Linked DNA regions of Mus musculus: region 1 is linked to region 2. Evidence: chromatin contacts called from public Micro-C data. All regions are on one chromosome and are shown on one strand. The core of a region is the stretch at or near the end of the contact, and the rest is flanking DNA. Distances in the headings are between cores, read along the strand shown. Region 1 holds the start of Cep162 (centrosomal protein 162). Region 2 holds the start of Snap91 (synaptosomal-associated protein 91).

Region 1 (6,666 bases), core at 3,132-5,631, 380 kb after region 2:
CAGATTGGGAAAGGATCTTTACCTATCCCAAATCGGATAGGGGACTAATATCCAATATATATAAAGAACTCAAGAAGGTGGACTCCAGAAAATCAAATAACCCCATTAAAAAATGGGGCTCAGAGCTGAACAAAGAATTCTCACCTGAGGAATATCGAATGGCAGAGAAGTACCTGAAAAAATGTTCAACATCCTTAATCATCAGGGAAATGCAACTCAAAACAACCCTGAGATTCCACCTCACACCAGTCAGAATGGCTAAGATCAAAAATTCAGGTGACAGCAGATGCTGGCGAGGATGTGGAGAAAGAGGAACACTCCTCCATTGTTGGTGGGATTGTAAGCTTGTACAACCACTCTGGAAATCAGTCTGGCGGGTCCTCAGAAAATTGGACATAGTACTATCGGAAGATCCCGAAATACCTCTCCTGGGCATATATCCAGATGTCCCAACTGGTAAGAAGGACACATGCTCCACTATGTTCATAGCAGCCTTATTTATAATAGCCAGAAGCTGGAAAGAACCCAGATGCCCCTCAACGGAGGAATGGATACAGAAAATGTGGTACATTTACACAATGGAGTATACTCAGCTATTAAAAAGAATGAATTTTTGAAATTCCTAGGCAAATGGATGGACCTGGAGGGCATCATCCTGAGTGAGGTAACACAATCACAAAGGAACTCACACAATATGTACTCACTGATAAGTGGATATTAGCCCAGAAACTTAGGATACCCAAGATATAAGATACAATTTGCTAAACGCATGAAACCCAAAAAGAACGAAGACCAAAGTGTGGACACTTTGCCCCTTCTTAGAATTGGGAACAAAACACCCATGGAAGGAGTTACAGAGACAAAGTTTGGAGCTGAGACAAAAGGATGGACCATCTAGAGACTGCCATAACCAGGGATCCACCCCATAATCAGCTTCCAAATGCTGACACCATTGCATACACTAGCAAGATTTTGCTGAAAGGACCCAGATAGAGCTGTCTCTTGAGAGACTATGCTGAGGCCTAGCAAACACAGAAGTAGATGCTCACAGTCAGCTATTGGATGGATCACACGGTCCCCAATGGAGGAGCTAGAGAAAGTACCCAAGGAGCTAAAGGGATCTGCAACCCTATAGGTGGAACAACATTATGAACTAACCAGTACCCCGGAGCTCTTGACTCTAGCTGCATATGTATCAAAAGATGGCCTAGTCGGCCATCACTGGAAAGAGAGGCCCATTGGACACACAAACTTTATATGCCCCAGTACAGGGGAACGCCAGGGCCAAAAAGGGGGAGTGGGTGGGTAGGGGAGTGGGGGGTGGGTATGGGGGACTTTTGGGATAGCATTGGAAATGTAAATGAGGAAAATACCTAATTAAAAAAAAAAAAAAAACCTCGAAGAGAACGCTTATGAGAACCTGAAACCCAGGGGGGAAATGACTCCCCCAAAGAGTGATAGCAAGTGGGATCCAAATCAACTGAGGACTGTCCGCTTTCCACTGCTGCATGCAGCCATCCAACTAGGAAGATACGAGGGCTGCCATCTAAACCTCTGAATTATCATCAGTCTGAATGTCCGGTATCTCTATCACTTTCCAGTCAGTCTTTAAACATACTACCTCATTGAAACATTCCATTTCTTGCTCCTGAACCCCAGTTTCTTTGTCTACATACAGGGATAGAACCACTGACCATTCCGTGTTATGGCAAAGATGAGAAAGACAAAGGATGAGTATCCGCCCTTCCAATCAAGATTTTCTTCACCGCTTTGCAGGTTATTATCATCCAACGGAACCAAATCCCTGGCCCTCAGATAGTAAAGACAATGAGAATCAAGGCCTTCATAAAGGAATACATGGTTGGTGGGAATAACAGAGCATACGACTAGCCAATTTCATGTGTAGGCAAATATTGAGAAGAGATTCACATACATCCACACTCACACTTGCGTGATTATTAAGAGCAACATTATTCATGACTGTCCAAAATGGAAGGATCCCAAATGCTGTCAACTGACAACATATAAGCATTATATCCACAAAATGGCAAACCACTCTCTGAAAACACCATGCTAAGTAAAAGAAGCCAGACTTCAGAGACCACACATCCTAAATGGTTCCATTTCTATGAATATCTGCAACAGCCAAACTTGGAGACAAAGCAGTAAGGGATAACCCAAGGCTGGAAGGACAAAGAGCCAAGAGTAATGGTTAAAGGATAAGGGTTTCCTTTTAGGAATGATACAGGCATTCTGCAACTGACTATGGTGAAGGTTATATAATTCTAAAACAGTTGTCATACAAACTTTAAGTGGGTGAACTGAATGGTTTATGAATTGTAACTGAAGAAAATTAACTTTAAAAAAAAATTAGGTTGAACCACTCCCTTATAACCAGAAATTGAGCAAAATATTTGTTCAACATGGTTCTCTTTCTCTCTCTCTCCGTCCCTTTCCCTCTCCCTCTCTCTCTCTCTGTGTGTGTGTGTGTGTGTGTGTGCATGTGTTTGTGTTTGCATGTGAGCGCGTGCACACATGCACCTTGGAGGGAATGCTGCATTCACTGGGACCGCTGGGTAGACTGGGTGAGAAGATGGCATTGAGCTAACAGGCAGCAGCATTTGAAATGAGTCGAACTGAGGACGGCTGGATAATTCTGTAGGTGCAGGTAGAAGGGATGAGCTGATGGGGTGGTTTATGTTTTCAGAAGAAAGCACTCAAGGATGGATCTTACAAGATGAATTTACAATAAATATTACAATAAATACAGCTTGAGCTTACCTCCTTCATAAACCGTTCAAATTCTTCATCAAGGTCTACTTTGAAATAGTGAGCCATGGTTAGTAATTTTCACGTCACAAAGCAAGTATCTTAAAATTATTCACAGCATTGGAAACACTAAATGACAGAAACAGATGGAAAAATAAACACCTCTGGAGGAAAACAATCATTAAACATCATTAAAACAACACTACTTTAAACTTCAACTTCTCAAGACAGTTTTATATATGTACACACATATATATGATGTAACTTGACAGTTATATTGCAATTACGAGACACCATTGGAGGTCTAATTCATTGAAGCTAACTGACTTGGGAAAGTAGCTTATGAAGTATGTCTTCTCAAGGTTGATCATTACATTTCATCCAGTCGCTAAGAGGTGGGCTCCAGGATCTTTTCCACTGTATATGTATTTGTCTCTGCTAATACCTCTCAGAATCCAGGTCCTCACAGAGAATATTAAAAAAAAAAAAATTAAAAGAGCAGGAGTGGAAAGACTAATATTTTTTCTTGTAAAGCACAGTATACAGGTTGTGCTTCCGGATTCACGTATTTTCAAATTAAGGGTTTTGCAAAATAGACTTTCTATAATCAGGATTTTTTTCCAGACATAAACTAAGTGAATTTATAAGACTCAGAATATAATAAAGAATTTAGTGGTGCATCCCAGAGATTTCTACACTTAGGAGACAGACAGCTCTTTAGTTGGGAGGTTAGCCTGAGTTACAAGCCTGAATTTCAGGTTAGTCTGAGCTATATAGTGCAATCCTGTCTTAAAACATCCCCAACGAGCACAGAATACCCTTGGAAGTTAATGACACACATTAACTACTATTTATGTTTCTCTTGAAGCAAAGGCAGGCTAAAAGAAACAATGCCGCGAGCACCTTTAATGGGATCTAGTCAAGTTGTCTCAAAGCTGGACTTCAGCTAGGAGAGGCCATCTTCAGATCTGTCCTAAACCTTTGGATTTAACTCTTTAGGGCAACACGAACAAACGCTAGTTTTCTTTTCTAAGGGACGGCAGCAGGTTTGCCCACCATCTTTCAGTGGAATACTTAGTGCTTTTATTTGCATTTTCGACTAAGAGGTCTTAGGGTCAGGATGAGGAGTTGGACAAACAGGTTAGTCAGAGGCAAACCCCACGAAAGGGCCCTCAGCTCAGTCCAGGCTGCAGGAAGCGCAGATTTGGGGGCTAGCTCGAAGCAAAGACTTGGAGTCCCGACAGAGGAGCGGAGTAATGCGCAAAACAAAGTTCGGAGACCCTGCCTGAGGTACAACCTGGAAACAACAACAGGGTCGCAGACAGCCACAACGCCTCACCTACCTGCTCCTGGGAGCCCGCGCTCTCCCGGAAAGTCCCGGCGAGCGGGCTGTTGTCAGGGCAACAGACCCCTACAGGCGGGCTCCCGGGTGTCACGTGATCCTGCCTGCCACGTGACCCAGGGAGCAGCCAGACAAGCTGTCAGTCTTCTGGTGACTCTCAAATAAAGATTGGAACCTTCACGGCTCTGCAGGATGTGGCGGCCGTAAGGGACGTGGGCGCGGCAGCAGTGTGCACATCCCGCTTTCTCTTACTCCCGGAAATCCCGAGCTCAGCTAGCCGGCCGGGAAGACCCAGGCGCAAGCGCACCATCTAGAGCCAGCGCGTGGCTTTCTGGGAGTTGTAGTTTAGTCCCTTTGTGCTCGTCCTTCCGCAGCGAGCTGCTCTTCTTTCCAGCCTTTCCCACCCTTTTCATTTGAAGGCTACTGTCCAGGTTGAAAGTTTTAAAAACGGTGTAAGAGGGTTGATTTCCTTCAAGTAATAAGCCTTGTGTGGGTGTTATGAGAAAAGTACAAATGCATTAGAAATAATTCCGGTGTTAGAAGAGATGTCCGCCACCCAGTGGACAAGCATTTGAAAATACACAATACCAAGATTCTCAGTGAGAGCCTTGCACTAGTTCAGCAGCTCTGGTTTTTCTGGTATCCTGCTTTTCAAAGCTCTCTTCTGCAGTGGTTTGCTTGAGTTTTTATTTTATTTTACTTTTTTACCCGCTCTCTCTCTCCTCTTTCTTTCGCTCTCTGGATACGTATACACAGGCACACCAAATCAGAAGACAACATTTTGGAATGAAAGTAAAATCTTCAAACAGTAAAGGTCTTTGCCTCTGGTATACATAGTTCTGTACCTCCTTTCTGGCCTGAACTTTTCACTCAACAATGCATATTGACATCTGAGTGTGTACAAGCCAGAAACTATCCGATTAAAATGCAATAATAGAGACCTGTTTTAAGCTACCATTTTAAGCTTGGTGAGAGCATTATGTACATTATTTAAATTTTACAATTTACAAGTCAACTTAATTCAGCTTATGGCTTTTCTTTTAGTACATACTGAATTGAGCACATTCCATGCCCTATAGACGTGGGTTCCGTGAAGCAGACAAGTAGCCCAGACAACTGTTAAAGGAGTGCGGCAAGAAGAGCTATGGTGGCTAGTCATGTACACAAGCTGAGAAAGTTGGGGGATTTTTTTCCACTTGAGGTCTCATTTCAGTCTCACTCACCATAGTTATTTTTTACCATCAACTTGTTAGGGTCCAAGATCTTGGGAGAATGATACCCTAAACTAAGTAGTATGCAAAAGCAAAGAATGTTTATTCAGCAGAATTTCCTGCAAGGAGGGGTCTCCTCATTCAGGAATGGACACATGTAGTGAGTGGGCTTGCAGGCCTAGCTTTTATATTTGTCAGTTAGGGGAATTCCAGGGAGGAATTTGTGCCATTTTGCCTTGATTGGTTAGCTCTATCTCTAGAAGTTTGACTGATTCTACAATTGGTTAGGGCTCTGGAGACTTCCCAGGTTTGGGGTGGGGAGGGATCTCTTATCCATTCTAGATACCTATTCTTACTTCAGGCCAGATGACAAGGTGTCCACAGATTGGCTGCCTGTGGCTTGGTTTGCTGACCACAGGTTCCTGGACTTAGGGTCTCATTTCTGGGAAACAGAAAGTTAGGCCTCGTCTCCCAAACTGTTAGTTTATTTTCACCTTATCCATCTTTCGTTAGATTTTCCAATTCAGCTTTACCCGCACCAGACTACTAAAACAATTCTTGGTGGGGGTTGCTAATTTTCTCATAGGGTGTTGCAAGATTGTAGAAAACAAATTTCTATGACATAACCTTAGTTAATATGAAAACCCTATTTGTGCTTGTTCTAGATTTCCCTTTGAGCTCTAGTGTTCTCTTACGCGCGTTTGCGACCGGCCAGGAAAGACGCAACAAGCCAGAATCTTCTGCGGCAAAGCTTTATTGCTTACTCAGGAGCAAGAGAGGAAGAGCGCGGCAGAGAGAGGCAGAGAGGAAGAGAGAGAGAGACGCAGAGAGAGGCAGAGAGAGGGGCAGAGAGAGAGAGGCAGAGAGCAGAGGAAGAGAGCAGAGGAAAAGACGAAGAGAAAGAGACAAAGAGACGAAGAGACGAAGAGAGGGAGTGCCAGAACCCCGTCCCTTTTAAGGAGAATTATCCTCCACCTAGGACGTGTCACTCCCTGATTGGCTGCAGCCCATCGGCCTAGTTGTCATCACGAGAAAGGCAGAGCACATGGCGGGAAAACTGCCCCTGCACATGTGCAGATTATTTACTACTTAGAACACAGCTGTCAGCGCCATCTTATAATGGCAAATGTGAGTGCGGCTCCCCACAGTGTTCTATGTATGATAACCTAATTCATATATATTCACATAATACCCTAGAAACATCTCTCTGTAGACCAAGCTGGCCTCCAACTCAGAGATCCATATGCCTCTACCTCTTCAGTGCATGCACTATGCCCACCACACACTAGAGCCATCTCTAAAGTAATAGAAGCCTTGCGTTTTTGCTTGTGTGTATGCATGTGT
Region 2 (7,106 bases), core at 4,365-6,864:
ATTTGTGATACAAATGGTAGTCAGATTAAAGGATTTTCAGATATGTATAACCCCCATCCCTTCTCGAGTATCCAGAAAGTGATATACTCTGTTTGAAAACATCTTCAGACCTGGACTAAACCTTCTGATGAAATCTAGAAGGCAGAATACATCTGGGCATAGGAAATAATAGAGTGTGTCTAGACAGTAGCAAATAGTTAAGTCAAAACAACTTAGTCAAAGGTAAATATCCTAATCAGACAGTATACTTACACTGAATGTTATACAATGTACTCAATATCTTTCACATATGATACTATCTAACTTTATTCAGTAATCTTCATGTCTTTCAGTATGTAAAGAATACATTTGGTACAAATATAGTATCCATTGTAACAGTGCAGGTTACATTTCTTTTTTTTCTTCTCTTATTTTTAGTCTTTTGAGAAAGGATCTGATGTAGACCCATCTGGCCTTGCTATGTAGTCTAGGATGACCTTGAACTCTTCCTCCTGCTCTGACCTCCTAAATGCTGGAAATATGACATGCACCACCACACCAGCCTCAAATTGCACTTCTATAAATCAAAACATAGTTTATATATATTAAGCATGTGAATATACACTAGCCTAAGTAAAGAACACTAGTTTGGGGGCTTGAGGGGAAGAGAGAATGATTAATAAAATTCTAGTATCTTCCCAGCAGATTCAAGGCTTGAATCACTTGCTTTTTATGTAGGGCGAACTCATTTTCAAAAATCCTCAAGAATGCAAATGAAACAAAATAAGATTGCTGGTAGGCAAATGGGCTTTCCCCTAGCTCTGGCTTGATGCTATTGGTGATACACTTGAGTTTGAATTGCGATTATCTTAGTTCGGGTACTTAAAATGGCACATATAGGAATCATGCATAGACACTAGCCACTGGAAGGACTCTTACACCAGGGATACAATGCGTTCTGAATCTCTCCTGCAGATGCTACTTTGTAACAACTTTGCATTTTTGTTAAACCTAGGCATAGCACTTGGTTAAATACTTGGTGCCTACTAAGGTTTTTTTTTTTTTTTTTTTTTTTTTTTTTTTTTTTACTTGATTATTTGATTTGGGTTAGCTTTTAGACTAACTACAAATCTGAGGAGGAAACCCCACTGTCCTGTAAAACAGTGGTAAGCAAACAGATGAATGCCTGCGAAGCCCTGGGCATTTTATATGCTACCAAATGCACACAAGAAGTTAAAAGGAACTAAGGTTGCATGTGCCAGCCCAGAAAACTATTATTGGTTAAGTCTTGAATCTAAATATGCACATGGAGCCACAATGTTATTGGATGGTAGGGTATAGAATGAAACTGTTTAGATAATCTGAAATATACAATAAAATATACTCTTTATTTGGGTTACTAAAATTTGTCATTCCTTTAACATTTAATACATAGCTCCTGACTATGTGGATGGTTTTGTGAATGTTTCTCCCTTCAGGAAATATACTGCTGTGGAAAAATGGAAAGTTGGGGCTAGGAATGGCACTTAGTGGTCAGATGCTTGCCCAGCGCACACAAGGCTCTGGGTTCAAGAACTAACTCCATATGTGGACAAACAAAGAAAAAACCTGAGAATTTAACTTTACCTCCCAGCACATTTCCCCATGTGAGAGCTGCCCCCAAATGTTAATGATTCGTCCCTTCAAACACACAAGTCATACACTATTAAGCAACACTACATAATAACCATAAATTAGCAATAACAATTTTGGTATTTTAATCCCAAATTATTAGTTTTGAAGCCAGCATTCTAATATTGAATCTCCATTTCATGATGATTCTGAGAGCAATGAATCCAATATTTTAGACAATCACACAGTCCTAAACTCTCTTTGTTATTTCCCAACTGAAACTCCAAATTAAAAATGTACACATCAAATCAAACTCACCATGCAGTTTTGCTTCAAACTACCAAATTGTCTTGTACTCTTCCTTCTAATCAACATTGAATGCTTTCAAAACTAAAACAACAACTATTTGTACAGTTCGGTGTCTCCAAACTTAGGGAGCATATTCACATGTCTTCCCCCCACCCCACTTCACATGTCTTAATAACAAGATTAATGTGCTTTTACAAATGATATGTCACCTTACCTCCACCTCTCTTTTCTTAGAAATTTTTAACTTATTATATATACAGTGTTCTGCTTATGGTTATGCCTGATCTCATCATAGATGGTTACCAGGCACCATGTGCTTGCTGGGAATTGAACTCAGGACCTCAGGAAGAGCAGTCAGTGCTCTTAACCTCTGAGCCATCCCTCCAGCCCAACCTCCATCTCTTAACTACCGAGAGTCCTGCTTTTTAAAGGAACTTTACAAAAAATTCTGAACATAACACAATTTAAATAGTCATTTTTCCCACAGTCTCATTAGAGTAAGATGTAGCAGCAGAGTGATACCTGTCTTTCCAAATTCCACCCAAAGTCTAAGTTTAAGGGGAAGATGTTTTAATGGGAAGATAAAAGAATAAAAAGGAGCCCCTAAACATACTCCTCAGAACTTGGATCCTGTTCAGTTTTTAAAGTGACTGAATAAAATGTATGTATGAGTTGTGAAATCCATTCATGCATGGTGTTTTGCAGATGAGGAAGGGTTAGGCTATATGCTCTTTCTGCTTTCACAACAGAACATGTTTCTAACCAGAGACAGCAGTTAAATGTCATAGTTAAAGGCAATCAAGGTTTGCCAGCCCAGCTGAAAAGCCCAGTAGCCAGCACAAGGAAGTATAACATATAATTATTCAAATAATTCAAAATCATTCCTATTTCAGCTAATTTCCATTAATATGGAATCTTCTACCATGATCCATATCGTCTAAAGTACTCTACCCATTAACATAGGCTGGGGTATAGGAAATAACCTATTTTCAAGCACTTTTAAGTGTTTGACCTGTGAGGATAAAGACAACTAATCAGATTGGGGGGATGCAGTCTTTATCTGAATGCTGTGAACCTGACCTGATCAAACCTGAGAATGCTCTCTGACACGTATCAATACACTCATCTATCATCAAAAGCAAATCTGTCACCTGAACAGCTTTGGTCGTGAACATTTTCTAGGTTGACAGAACCGTGAGTCAGCCTCCCAGAGTTGGGGAAACTGATGGAAAGATGGCTAAATGATTCAGCATGCTGCAGCAAAAGGAGCTGGTCATGAATTTATAATTCCTACTCCTGTTAGGTGTCTTGGCCCTGAGAGCCTCTCTTACCTGGTACTCAATGTGTAACACATTATACTGTAATCAATAAATTTTCTTAAACATTCCCTCAGGAAAAACGTAATAATGTCTCCCCCTCAGATAAACTTCTAGACAGAAAAGTCTCCAATGCCGTGTGACAGCTCTGACAGAGCCCAGTTGCAAGCTTCCTCAAGCTCTGCTCATGGCAAAGGAGAGGGCTGGGGCTAACTGGAATGGTGGGGTTGCCATTTTCTTGGCAACACAAGAGACAGAAGAAGGGTTGAAGAAAATAAAATATAAAAATAAAACAAACAAACAAACAAAAAAAACCCCCCAACAAACCAAAAGAGGTCAAGACAGTGAGGTGGGAATATGAGCACGGGCAAATGTGTTTCTGTGCCAAGAGTGACATTTAACAATGAGCACCAACAAAGGGCAGAGGAGTCTAAGCAGGTCAAACAGATGTAGAGAGACTGTAGAATACTATTTGGGATAGTCTTGGGGGATACTCACTGCCTAAAGCAGGTTAAAGTCTTTCTAAGTATCACTTTCCCCTCCAGTAGCAAAAGACTAACTATACTAACAGCATGAAAAACTTCAGAAACATACAGCTCCCCAACCAGAATAAAGCTTTCTCCGGAGAGCCAATGATCATGGGAAATATTATGTATTAAATATTATGTTTTCATCTAAAACTGTACCACCTCTAAAGAGGAGAGGACATTCATTTTGTGAGCTGACCAGTTATCCCACCCAGCATTTTCTGAGAACAGGACAAAGGAAGTGTGCCAAGATGTTCAGAATGAAATCGCCATTATCTGCTCATTCAATAGCTTGGATTTATTTCAGTTCGGCTCAGTGTAGTGACATATGACACACGCGCGCACTCCCCCACACTCACACACAAATTCTGAGTAGCAGCAGAGGAAAAAGCAGGATTTTACGATTATCCAAAATGCTCTTAAGAAATTAGTGTCAAGAGTGGCCATCCACCCACCCATCAATCTCTCTGTCTCCCCATTGTGACCCTACCACCCCTCATTTCCTTTAACCTAACAGAGAGTGGAGAAAAAAAATGATTAAAAGGATGTAGCCCAAATGTACACTTTTATGCAACCGTGTGTGTGTGTGTGTGTGTGTGTGTGTTCCCTCCTCTAGGCTCTTGGAGGTCATCAGAAGAAAAAAACGGCTCGATAGACAAGGTTTCAGGGCCTATTCAAGGGGACACCTCCAAGGCCAGAGGCAGGAGCTCAGGATCTCAGGATCGACTCGATGGTGAGCCAGTTCCCAAGGCTTCTGGCAGTATTACAGACTGCCAAGGCCATGCCGCCGGCCTTTGAGCCCCTATGGTCACGCGCATGTCCCGCTTATATAAAAGGATGCTTACAGTCCAGGTGCTTCTTCTTGGGGCCCATCACCTCATGAGTGGTGGCTTTGCAGACTGCTCTTGCTACAGCAGAGCCAGTCACGCTGTACTGAGCGGCGGCGATCCGATCCGTGAGCGTTTGGCCCGACATCTTCACCGGCCGCGTCTACCGCCTCCTCTTCTGCAGGAAATAAGAGGAGATGGTCCGGCTTTCACCCGCACCGCCTTAGCTGGAGCGCCCGGCCTTGCCTGCTCCCTCCGCTCGGCGGTTCTCTCCTCCGCCGACCCCGCCCTGGCACCGCCTCTTGGGACCAGCGGCGCGCCAAGCCCAGTTGGTCCATCGAGGTCCAGGGCTGTCAGCCACCCGCAGGGTAGTCCTTGCATCGTGCCACGGTCCCGCTTTCCCACACCCTGAAGCGGTCACCACATCCCGGCTTCGCCCCCTGTCAAGCAGCACTGTCCGCGCAACCCTTTTCGGTGGTGCGAGACCCGGTGCGCGTCGGGGTTACCCCGGACGCCGCGCCCAGAAGCGCGCACCTTTCGCTGCCCCGAGCCGCAACGTGTCTCCCACAGCACCGCAGGGCCGCGGCCACCTCCTTTCTGTCCTGGGGCTGCGGCGGCAGCAACGACTCCTCTTCCCTCGCCCTCCATCCCTATAGTCGGGCCGCCCTGAGCCGCGATGCGCCTCACCCTTCTCCAGTCGGATCTCAGAGGGCGGACAGCCCAGGCCCCGCCCGGCCGCTAAAGCGCCACCGAGCTGTCACCCGGCCGCCTCTGCCCTTCTCCGCGCCCTAGGATTATCCCTCGAATCCCCGGGTCCTGGAGCAGGGGAGGGGACCCGTGCGGCCCAGCGTACTCACCCCGCCCCAGGAGCACCGCAGCCCGGACGCCGCGCGAGGTAGCTGAGTGCAGACACGCACCGCCCTGGTGTCCCCGGGCCGCGATGCCTGTAGCCCCGGCCCGGCCCCTGTCTCAGCTCCGCGGTCCCCGCGGTCCCCACCCGCCGCCGCCTCCGCCAGCGCCGCCGCGTCTCTCTAGCGCTCGGCGCAGCGTCCCCATCCCCGCCCCCACCTCAGCTGGAGCGCCTGCGACGAGTCAGGTGACGGCAGCCGACGAACCCGGGCCAGTCCTCTGCAGAACGCCAGCGGCCCCCTCCCTGTCGCTCCTGCTCGCCGCCCCCCTCGGAGCCGCGGCTTTAAACGGGAGGAGGGCCGCACGCGAGCATCCCTGGCGGGCGACGGCGGAGGAGGGGGTGGGACCGGAGGGGCGCCGCGGCTCTATGGCTTGCGTTCTTGCGCGCGCCCTGCGTCCCCGCGCGCACCCGCTGCGTCCCCGGGCGGACCTGGTGCGCGCGCGCCGCGCATACCTGCCGGGCAACTGCAGGATGCTCGGGGATCGCCGCGGGCGTGGGCCTGGGGAGAGGGAGGGCTGTGAAGGCCGAGGCAAGGGCGGCAGCGTGCGCTGCCAACAGAGCCCAGCCCCTTCTCCTAAGAAGCGTGCCTGTGACTAGCTGGCCTGTCCTCGGCAGTAGAGGCCCAGATGGGCAGGGCGATTTGAAATGTCAGATTCTGTGGCCACGCGACCGTTACCTGTGCACCCTCAGCTCCTTGAGGCTGCTCCACTAGTCTCAGTTACAACGGGGAGCCGAGTGGGCAGGTAATTCGAGCCGCTTTAGCCTTAAAGCAATACTGAGGTATGCGGTATAGACAAGTAGCAAAGCAATTAGCTGAATGCCAGATTACACTCGTCTTGTAATCATTTGCACCCTTAAACTGTAATTTTTGCCATTTAAATATGTCGGAACGTCTTATATTATTTGAATGTCGAGTGTTATTTGCATGGGATTGGAGTCGGTTAATAATTTCATGAGTTGACATTTGTAAAGGTCATTGTCTTAACTATTCTTTTAAATTCCCACGGTTAAGATCAGAAGTTCCCTTAGGTACTTCCCTGACATATTTTCTGGCTTTACACAGGTGACCTCTGTTCAGTCCCCCAAGGTCATATACGCCTACTTACACACATCAAGGTTCTGCCTTGTAGTTTTTCTCTTGGTCCGGTGTTCAATACCCAATCATAACTTCCTAACAGCTGGGGCTGATCCCAGCAGCAGCAATTAGAAACCTTGTTGACTAAAGAAAGAAAGATCAAGACCACCACCAAAAAGTTATGTACGTATTACTATATGACCCCCGCAGTCCTGCACAGTATTTACCCAATTGGGGGGGGGGGGAACCAGACACACACATTTTTCTCTTTAAACTTTCACTCAAAATTAGTAGCAGCTTATATAATGGCCCCACACTGGAGGAAAACCAGTCTATTGATAAATAGCTAAAGAAAACATGGCATATCCACACAACAGAATACTACTTAGCAATAACAAGACAGAAATGAACAACATGGATGAATTTGAGAACATACGATGCTTCATGAAAGAGGCCAAATCACCAGGACGTTATTTACTATTTTGATCCATTTATGTAACAGAGTAAGAAAGGTTTAAGTTCAAGACAGAAAATACACCAGATGCCAAGGTT

The links. A called contact is a pair of places that touch in the nucleus more often than the background predicts.
Region 1: a Micro-C map of embryonic stem cells shows a contact between it and region 2, with 5 times the contacts expected there. The contact joins the promoter of Cep162 here to the promoter of Snap91 in region 2. A contact is called at or near these places in 4 of 39 promoter capture datasets (cranial neural crest, embryonic stem cells, hippocampal neurons and 1 more), 12 of 484 Hi-C or Micro-C datasets (the N1E-115 cell line, adipose-derived mesenchymal stem cells, cerebellum and 5 more) and 2 of 115 datasets of contacts at active chromatin or transcription factors (VIP interneurons and forebrain).

Annotation. Positions count from the first base shown.
Region 1 is chr9:87,251,151-87,257,816 of GRCm38.p6, forward strand. It overlaps Cep162 (centrosomal protein 162), which reads right to left and starts at 4,382. Exons shown (of 27, transcript NM_199316.2): 1 at 4,113-4,382; 2 at 2,782-2,898. The coding sequence starts at 2,838.
Region 2 is chr9:86,874,835-86,881,940 of GRCm38.p6, forward strand. It overlaps Snap91 (synaptosomal-associated protein 91), which reads right to left and starts at 5,615. Exons shown (of 30, transcript NM_013669.2): 1 at 5,427-5,615; 2 at 4,588-4,747. The coding sequence starts at 4,717.